Regions from separate parts of the Mus musculus genome. Here region 2 is linked to region 1. The links are chromatin contacts, called in public Micro-C maps. All regions are on one chromosome and are shown on one strand. Each heading gives the region's core, a stretch centred on a gene start, on an enhancer-like site or on the middle of the called end of the contact. The rest is flanking DNA. Distances are from core to core; before and after follow the strand shown. Region 1 has its middle 12 kb from the start of Gm32468. Region 2 has its middle 9.0 kb from the start of Gm32749.

What was found. A called contact is a pair of places that touch in the nucleus more often than the background predicts.
Region 2: a Micro-C map of the G1E-ER4 cell line shows a contact between it and region 1. The contact joins two enhancer-like sites. A contact is called at or near these places in 7 of 484 Hi-C or Micro-C datasets (the G1E-ER4 cell line, embryonic stem cells, epidermal suprabasal cells and 3 more).

The regions. Positions count from the first base shown.
Region 1 is chr10:93,094,185-93,098,723 of GRCm38.p6, forward strand. No RefSeq gene overlaps it. Among named protein-coding and RNA genes, the nearest start is that of Gm32468, 12 kb to the left of the region's middle. Within about 2 kb of position 1,822, at least 96 of the 459 cell types and tissues checked have an H3K27ac peak or open chromatin away from gene starts, as enhancers often do. A contact at or near this core is called in the G1E-ER4 cell line, where this site is marked.
Region 2 is chr10:94,245,075-94,250,218 of GRCm38.p6, forward strand. No RefSeq gene overlaps it. Among named protein-coding and RNA genes, the nearest start is that of Gm32749, 9.0 kb to the left of the region's middle. Within about 2 kb of position 3,172, at least 74 of the 459 cell types and tissues checked have an H3K27ac peak or open chromatin away from gene starts, as enhancers often do. A contact at or near this core is called in the G1E-ER4 cell line, where this site is marked.

The DNA.
Region 1 (4,539 bases), core at 572-3,071:
TCTAATCATAGTCCAACACTGAAAGATATAATTGGCAGGAATTCAAAACAGGCTGGAATCTGGAGGTAGGAGCTGATGCAACGTTCATGGAAGAAGACTGCTTACTGGTTTGCTCATTATGGTTCGCTCAGCCTGCTTTCTTACTAGGACCACCAACCAGCCCAGAGATGGCACCACCCACAATGGGCTGAGCACGCCTCAATAAATCACCAATCGTTAATTAAGAAAACACCCTACAGCCAAATCTAATGGAGTCATTTTCTCAATTGAGATTTCCAGGTTTTTGTTTTGGGTTTTGGTTTTTGTTTTTGTTTTTCTTTTTGTTTTTTTTTTGTTTTGTTTTGTTGTTTTTTCCTTTTTCTTTTTCAGATGACTCTAGCTTGTGTCAACTTGACCTAAGACATAGCCAGCACAAGTTGGATGCAAGAATTAAGTTAACTGAAACAACTGGACTACATAAAGGGGTGTTTGGCACAAAGCAAGCACTAAATAAGAAAGAGAACAGGAAAATGAAAACAAACTGGGTGTGGTTGTGCACACCTGTAATCTCGGCACGAGGAAAGCTGAGATGTGATGACTCCCAGGCTAGCCTGGGCTACACATAAAACCCTATAGAAGGAGGGAAGGGGATGAAAGAGTGAAAAGGCAGAGAGTTGGGGGCAGCAGGGAGATGGGGAAGAAAAGCAGTTTCAAAATAAATAACAAGCTTAGGTTAACCCTTTCATGACTTTGAAACTTTCCCCATGATCCAGACAATCTCCAAGCTTTATATCTCAGACTTCTGGTTGTCACAAATCTACATCTCCTGTGTGTTTAAAGGACAAATAAAGACTGACACTACACTATCCAAACCCAGTCACACCTTTACCTCCTGGGGCCTCCCAGTGGCTGGAAGTACAAGGCCACAGACATTGCACTCTCCAGAATTGTTTGGCATCTGTGGAACCCCAGCCAAGTTACACACCGCTCTGTGCCTGAGCTTACTCATCAGAGAAAGGGACGGCGGCGATTAGACACAAGCCTGCTTGCCTCCAGGTCCTCCGCCCATCTCCCTGAGTTTCCTGTTGTCACTAATGAGAACTGCAGAGAAATTTAAGTGGTTGTTTGTTTGTTTGTTTGTTTTAAATAGAGAAGTGGTGTTCTCTTCCTGTTCACAAGAACCTTGGGCAGTACTTCCTTAGCCCAGCCTCCCCTGTGACACCGGACACTGCCATATTGGGCAAACCCTTTGCATTTCAGCTTTGAGAGTGTGACTCACGGTTCCTTTTGTTTCTCTGGCATGTTAACATCCTGGATGAATAGGCCACCTCACTGTCTTCTAGTTAGCTTTATAACCCTCAATTATGCATCAAATTCCTTTTCTGATACTTAAGATACCTTATTGATATCTTAGTGCTCTCTCTCTCTCTCTCTCTCTGCCTCTGTGTGTGTGTGTGTGTGTGTGTGTGTGTGTGTGTGTGTGTGTGTGTGTGTGTGTGTGTGTGATCTCAAATGTGAAATGGCTGGGATTGGTGGTCACACCTGTGACCTTGGTTCTTGGGAGGTAGAGACAGAAAGCCAGGGAGTTAAAGAGCATCCCCAACTGCATAGCAAGTTCAAGGCTAGCCTGGGCTACATGAAACAAACAAACAAACAAATACTGGGAAAATGTATAGATGGCAAGTTAGGACCCAAAGCACAGCCTCATATAGACTAGACGGAATTCTAAAGGCCCACCAATGAGAACAAACAGAAAGAAAGAAAAACCACTCCTGTCTAAAAAAGGAACTATTTAAGGGCATATTAGCAAGATTATAAATACACAGAAGGAAGCCAGTCTACTCCATGTGACACCAGAGAAGCAGCTATAACTCTCATGTTCAACCCCACCAGTAAAGGCCAAATGAGAACCTGGGCTCCCTGCCCCCAAACCAGGACATGTCCGGTACTGTGGCAGTAGTTAGTTAACCCACTCTGTGCTCCAGACGGGTTGCAAATGTACCCGTCCAAGAGCTGTCTGGATTCATGAATGAAAGACACACACACACAACCACACACACACACCACTTAATTTTAAATATATGCTGCCTTGACTAGTTCAAAGGTTGGGCAATTCTACTCTCCACCCCCACCCCCAACCCCAACCCCCTCACCCCCACCCCTCTGGCTAACTAGCACACATTTCCCTCTGGCACTCCTGGCTTAACGCCCTCTAATTCTATATTTTATCTTTGTTGCCCTGGCTCCTTCTGGGTGGCTTCCTAGTCTTTGCTGCCCAAGACGTTTCTGGGCAGCCCTTCGTGGGACCACATTCCTTCTCACCTACGTTTGGGGTAATTTTCCTTCTGCAGCTCTAAATCTGGTTTCCCTCCGAATCTTGGTGATCCTCCTTCCTCTCTTCAAAGCATTAGAACAAATTCCTACCACAGTTCCTAACCGGCCTCCACATAGGACTTAGTGAGGAATCGCCCCGACCATCCTCACTGGAGGGTAATAAGACCATCTCCCGTTGGGGGATGGTTTTGTGCACTCTGTGTTTAAGTGTTGGTCTCTGGGCCCAGAGATCGGGTTGCAATCTACATCTTGGCATTTTCATGAAGCATCTCCTGTCTCAATGTTGTATACAAATTGTTCTCTGACACCTCAGACTGGTTAATAAAACAGATCAGCCTATAGCTGGGCAGGAGAGATAAGGAGGGATTTTGGATCCCGTTGAGGGAGTCCTGGGAAGAGAGAGGAAAGAGAGAGGGGTCGCCATGAGGACACAGATAGAGCAGAAGCAGCCAGGGCAGGTAGCATGGCACGTGTCTGGGAAAGGGCCAGCATAGTTGGGTTAGAATATCTGTCTAGCTATAGAAGCTTATTCATAAATATACTAGATCTCTGTGTCATTATTCATGAACAAGGGCAATGTATAAAAGCCCCAGACGATGCTTTTACAGTCTCCTCCTCCTGGTTGCTGAGGGATCATTAGAGGCCTGGTGGATGATCACGATTCTCATTGTCCTGTGGTGTTAGCATGTGAGAGCTGTGTGACGAGTTACTCCTACTTCTCTAGGTCCTGTAGTATCAACACAGATCTGGTGAGACCCACGATCAATGGAAGGACCTGCTCCCTCCACTGTGTGACGCCTGGCACGAAGTTGGGGATGGTCTTTTCCTCAAACTCAGTAGAAATGGGGTAACTGGCACCCCTTTTCTCTGCCAGAGCAGTAACAGAGAGAGCTACTAAAACGGAAGATCTGAAGGCTATCCAGAGACTCATAACACTAGTCTAATGTCCACGTTACATTTTTAAATATAATACTCATTCCCAGATTCAGAAGTAAACAATAGTCAGCAAGCACACACAGCCACATTAGCTGTGACCTCAGTGCCTGATAATAGCAACGTAACAGGAAAAGGGTTTATTTCAGCCCTTGGTTTCAGAGGCGTCACACGTCAAAGCGGAAAGGCTATGGCAGAGCTTAACGTGGTGGATCTGTGTGCTGAAGACTCCTCCCATCAAGACAGACAGGCAGCAGAAAACTGGCTAAAACCTGGGCCCAGGTGATACCCTTCAAAGCCCTGCCCTCCAGTTTCTAGGACCTAATTACCAAGGTTTCCATACCCCCTCAAAATAATACGGATAGCCAAAAAAACTCAAAATGTGAGTCTGTAGAGCCCTTTCAGATCCAGACTATAATAGATGTTAAACTTCTCAGACAATGGCTCAGTGGTTAAGAGCACTGAGTGCTCTTCCAGAGGTCCTGAGTTCAATTCCTAGCAACTACACGGTGGCTCACAATCATCTGTAATGGGATCTGATGCCCTCTTCTGATGTGTGTCTGAAGACAGCTACAGTGAATAAATAAATACATAAATAAATAAATAAATCTTTTTTTTAAAATGGTTTGAACTGCATTTTTTTTTTAAATCTCAGACAAGAATTTTAAGGTGTGGGCTGAGGAGATGGCTGAGTAGATTAAAATAAAATGTTGGTTGTATAAATTGGAGGACCTGAGTTCAGATCTCCAGACTCATGTAAGAAGTCAGGAAGTCTCCCACAGCTGTAACCACAGTGCAATGGTGGGACAAGATACTTCCTGGCCAGGCAACCTGGCTGAATCAGTGAGTTCCAGGGTTACCCTAAGAAGACCCTAAGCTCGAGTTTGCTCCTCTCCTGCTGTGGTAAAACCCTGACAGCCAGCTGGCGGAGGAAAGGGTTTATTTGGCTTTCAGTTTACACTTCACCATGAAGAGAAACTGGGGCAGAAACGTGGAAGTGGGAGCTGCAGCAGAGATCACAGAGAACCATTGCTTACCGCTAGCTTACAGACTCACAGCCACCTTTTGATATACTTTTTATACAGCCCAAACCCACCTGCTTGCAAACGGCATTGCCCACAGGGAACTGGGCCCTCCTAGTCAATTAGCTATTAAGAACATTCCTAGCATGCCTAGAGGCCAATGTAATGGAGGCAATTCCTCACCTGAGGGTTCCTTTTCCCAGGTGTGTTAGAGCAACAGCTGAAGCTAACTATGACAGCAAGAGGAGGACACCTTACATGTTCCTCTAAC
Region 2 (5,144 bases), core at 1,922-4,421, 1.2 Mb after region 1:
AAAGATGGATTCCGGGCTTACAGTTTTAGAGAGTTCCTGATTGGGAGACCTGGTGCTTTTTGGTTTATGGTAAGGGGCCATGCTTAGGCTGAGGAGCAATATTATGAATGTATGTATGTATGTATGTATATATGTATGCGTGCATGTATGGTTGAGCAAAGCTGGTGAACGTTGAGCCCACTGAGCAAGAGAAAATAATAAGATAAGAAGAAGAAGAATGGGTGAGAGTGTGTGCAACCTCTTTTGGAGACAAGACCCCCATAACCTACAGAATCCCATCTTTCAAAGGTTACCCCACCTCCAGATGTTCTACTGTGGGACTAAGCCATGGCCCTTGGAGGACAATCAGCAACTGTAGCAAACGGTTGTGACTTCTGTTTGAAACAGAAGTCTCTAGTGGATGTATTGAGTGAGTCCTTATCTAGGATCCAGAGTAGACAAGGCATTACCCTGGGACTTAAAGATGAATGGATACACAGCTTCAGCTGCCAACAGGCTTATCATGGGCGAAATAAATCTGAGAACAATGCTAATGAGCCTGAAATGTGTTACTCCAGGAAGGACGTCTGTGAGACCCTAGGAGGTAAAAACATGGAAGGCCTCCCCGGAGAGGTGAGGCCCAGCTCAGTTGCACCAGCTCCTTGAAGGCTCCAGGGCAGGTGAGGTCAGAACGGGTCCCAGACACAGTGACCGTGATGCAAGGATGAGGCACAGGATTCTAGTCACTGCTCCTGGCGAGCAGACAGCAGAATGAGGGCAGATAGAGGCCAATGGCCAATTGCAGATCAATACAGCCCGCTAAGGAGCTGGTGATGAGCCGTGGAGGTTTTCAATCAAAGGAGCAACGTTTCCAGATTTGTCTTTTAAAGATCAGTCTGGGAGCATCACTGCAAAGCATGCTTTTTATTTTTTTCCTTTTCTTCTACATCCAGAGGTCATTTCCCTGTTCTCCTCTTACTGCCTCTCAACAGCTTTCATCAGAGCAGGGTGCTCCCTTCCTGAAATAATTTCCTCTTCATCTCTCTCACCCTAGCTGCTGCCCTGGTTTCTTTCCTGACTTACAGCTTCTCTTCCATAGTTGACCTTCTCACCAGCTCTCAAGACCCACGCAAGAAATCTGTGTGTCTGGGACCTTCCCCTTCCTTCTCACCCTGTCCCTGAGATCTCATCCAGACCCAAATTTGTTCCCCAGCTTCAGGCTTTCACTTGAACCCCAAACTTGCCCACTTAATCTATTATTCTGCCCCAAGTCCCTATAATGCCTCAGATCCTCAACTTGTTAATTCTGTTTCTTTTGAACTTTCCAGCATTAATAAATGTCCTATATCAGCCAGAATCAAACGTTTAATTTAACTCTTCCCTTTTCCTCCCTCTCCCACATACAACTCCCTCGAGGGCTCTTCCCGGTCTCATTACTAAAGCAGAGCTTCAATTTGTCTGCAGTCCTCCTGTCCTGGTCACCAGCACCACCTTAGAAGGCACCCTAGTTGTCCATTACCTAGACAACTGTAATAGTCTACACATGCACACATGTGCACACATGCACACACACACATACAGGGTCTCATGGAACCCCAGGCTGGCCTTGAACTTTTGACCTTCCAGCCTCCACCCAAAGAGTGCCATTACAGGTACATGCACCCACCAAGAATTTTAACCAGTTATATCAGTCACCGTGGAATCCGAACTTCTTCCTATGCTTTGCAAGATCTTCAATGACCTGTTTCCTATCTATGCACATGTTCTAACCACTGATCTGCCCCTGTTCCCTGAATATATCATATCCACCCCTCTCCTGCCTCTGGGCCTTTGCTCTTGACATTCTTCTCACCCCCTACTATTAATATAGCAATGTCTTTCTTATCCTTCCATTCATACTTTTCCAGAGATGCCATCCCGAGCTTTCCTGTATAAAGAGGCTTCCAACATCATTACTCTGTGTGGTGGTTTGAATATGCTTGGCCCAGGGCATGGTACTCTTAGGAGGTGTGGCCTTGCTGGAATAGATGTGGCCTTGCTGGAGTACGTGTAGCTTTGTTGGAGTAAGTGTGGCCTTGTTGGAGGAAGTGTTTCACTGTGGGGGTGGGCTTTAAGACCCTTGTCCTAGCTGCCAGGAAGCCAGTATTTTGCTAGCAGCCTTCAGATGAAGATATAGAACTCTCAGCTCCTCCCACACCATGCCTGCCTGGATGCTTCCATGCTCCTGCCTTGATGATAATGGACTGAACCTCTGAACCTGTAAGCCAGCCCCAATTAAATGTTGTCTTTATAAGAGTCGCCTCGGTCATGGCGTCTGTTCACAGCAATGCAATCCCTGAGACACTCTGTATCTTACCACTCTATTTCCACCAGGAAACTGATCAGCATGAAGAGTGTATGCTTGCTCATTTGTCTAGGTTTCTTTCTCTCCATACACCACTCACTCTTCCAAACTCTCCAGTTAGAAGCCTATGCAGCGATTGCTGTAGAGCATGGTACTTCAGGGAGAGCTTGACACACCCATAGCCCATCTGTCTTCCAAGCTCTCTGTACTGTATCTCATCATTTACACTGTAACATTTAATCTTCCCAATTGTCCTCTATGGTGGATTTCTTATTCCCATGCTTTCAGTAAGGAAACTGATTTCAGGGGTAAGATGACCTACCTACCTACCTACCTACCTACCTACCTACCTACCTACCTACCTACCAAAACTACATGGACACTGGGAGTTATGGAGGAAGAAAGCTAGCCACAATGATTATCTAGTTTTTCACTCTGATGACATGGCTGAGAAGTACCCGGGGATTAGAATGCTGGGTGTGTCTGTGGTAGTGTGTCCCTGAGAGGGTTACCTAAGAGAGAAGGACTGTCCTGTGAGGAGGGAGAAAGCCAGGGGTGTGGCCATCCTCTTTCTCAACATTCTGGCCTCCATGATGCAAACTGCTACACTCTGCTTCCTGTCGGCCTCTGTCATGGTCAGCCTCATGTCAGGTCCAAGCCAGACCAGAAAGGAGCCCTCAGAAAGCATAAGCCCAAGATAGCCTTCCTCCAATGCGTTATTTCAGTCAGGTCTTTGTCACGATGACAGTAAACATAGCCAAACTTGCCAGTGTGGGCAGATCTGAGCTCATGGACTGTCTCTCTGCACCATGCTCTCACATCTGAAGCCCATGTCCTGTAGAAGAGCCAGAAGGAACAGGAAAATGTACGCTTCAGTTTCGTCTCTTCTTTCATTTGACCTACTTTGAAGAACAAGTCTCTGATCTTGTGTCAAATAAACAAACCGGTCTACCGTGCTTCAGCAATGGTTTCACTGTTTATGGGTTTCAGGTTTTCCCCAGTATTAAGGATTAAGTCCAGGCTTTCTGAGTGCTAGGTAAGTTCTATGGTTGAACTAGATCTTAGTACTTTTATTTGGGGAAAACACCCAAACAGATGGCTGCTTCCCCAGTCTTCACGCTCGGTATAGGAAAAGGTATGTATGTGGTCTGAATCAGGCCTGGCAGCACCTCTCTGTCTGCCTGTCTATCTGTCTCTCTCCCCCTCCCCCTCTCTCCCTTCCCTTCCCCCCTCTCTCCCTCTTCCTCTCCTCTCTCTCACTATTCTTCCCCCTCCCCCTCCCTCCCTCCCCACCTCTCTTTCTCCCCCCATTCCGCTCCCTCTGAACCTCTCTCCCTCTTCCTCCCCTCCGCTTCCCCCTCCTCTCTCTCTCTCTCTCTCTCTCTCTCACACACACACACACACACACACACACACACACACACACACACACACACACACACACACATGCACCTGCTCGCTCTTGTACTCTCTCTTGGAGCTTTGCTTGAGCTCTGGAGACAAGAATCCCCCCCCTCCCCTCAGGATTCTAATTCTTTATTGCTGTAGTAGCCAGGAGCTGCAAGTGGTCATCTTCAGTCTCATGGAATCTTCTGGAAAGAGAAACTGGACAGATTGATGGGGAGAGACAGAAATGGACTGATCAGCACAGTTTCAACCTCAGAGCCTAGCCATTTACTTATTTTGTTATTTGGTTAGCATTTGCCTCCTCACTATATGGTTCCATAAGCATGAGAATGTCTGCCGTTGCTCCTCTGGCTTCCGGGCTTCCGGTGCAGGTGTGTCCATATGTATGGGGATGAGACTCTTGCTCCCACAGGATAGCAGCTCCCGGCATAATGCTAACATGTAAGAACTAATTTCTATCTATGGCTTTTGGAAGATGCTGCGTGGACATTTGGGGTTTGATTAAAACACAAGGAAGCTCAATTTTAGAGTCTCATTCAACTCAAAAATACATAATGAGTCCTTTAATTTTTTTTTCTTCCAATGAGAGTGGATTGAAACAAGGCAGGGATAATAACGTTCTGGTTGTGCTTTTCAAAAAATGTGGGTCACATCTTAGGCACTATAATTTAATTTGACTCTAATATGTCTTTGAGTACCCTGTCAGATTATAACCTGATTCATCACTCACTTGGTGGCTAAAAATAGAGGGAGATACAAGAGGGTCACATCACTTAGCAAGGAGAGGTTTTTTTCTCAAATTACCGGACATAAATCAGAGGCAGCACGTCACGCACTTCTACCCAAAGCCATACGCTGGATGCCCGGCAACTGTTACCGAATGAAATGACTGTTGAGCTCCAATCAGCGTCATTCAGCAGAGGCAGCCTGAGATGGTCACGTGAGACCGCTTGATAGTCGGGCCCCTAGTGGGCCTCTGCTAATCAGTCCCGGCTGAAGAGGCGTGGGTGCCTGATTACGGGCAGTTTTATCTGGTTTCCAGGGGAGCGGTTGAAACCATGTCAGGGCCTAAGAGGAAGGAAGAAAATACGAGTTTTCTCATGAATATTTCTTGGGGAAAAAAAATCCCTATCTTACACTGTGTCCTAGCTTCCCCCTGGGATAAAATAATAGTAGCCTGTGCACCTGTGCCCCACATCTGCAGTGCGCTAAGTCCTCAGCGAGCCTCAAAGGAGAGGCAGTGGAGAAATTAGGGCTATGACTTGTTATGGTGCTGGCTCAGAAGTAGAGAAGGTGCTGACCTCTGATGCTTCAAAAAGAAGTTCAGGAAGAAGGAATGAAGGAAGAAGGAATGAACGAACACCGTGACCGTAGGCAGAACACAAGGCTGGAGCTGTGGACAGGGACAGAAATG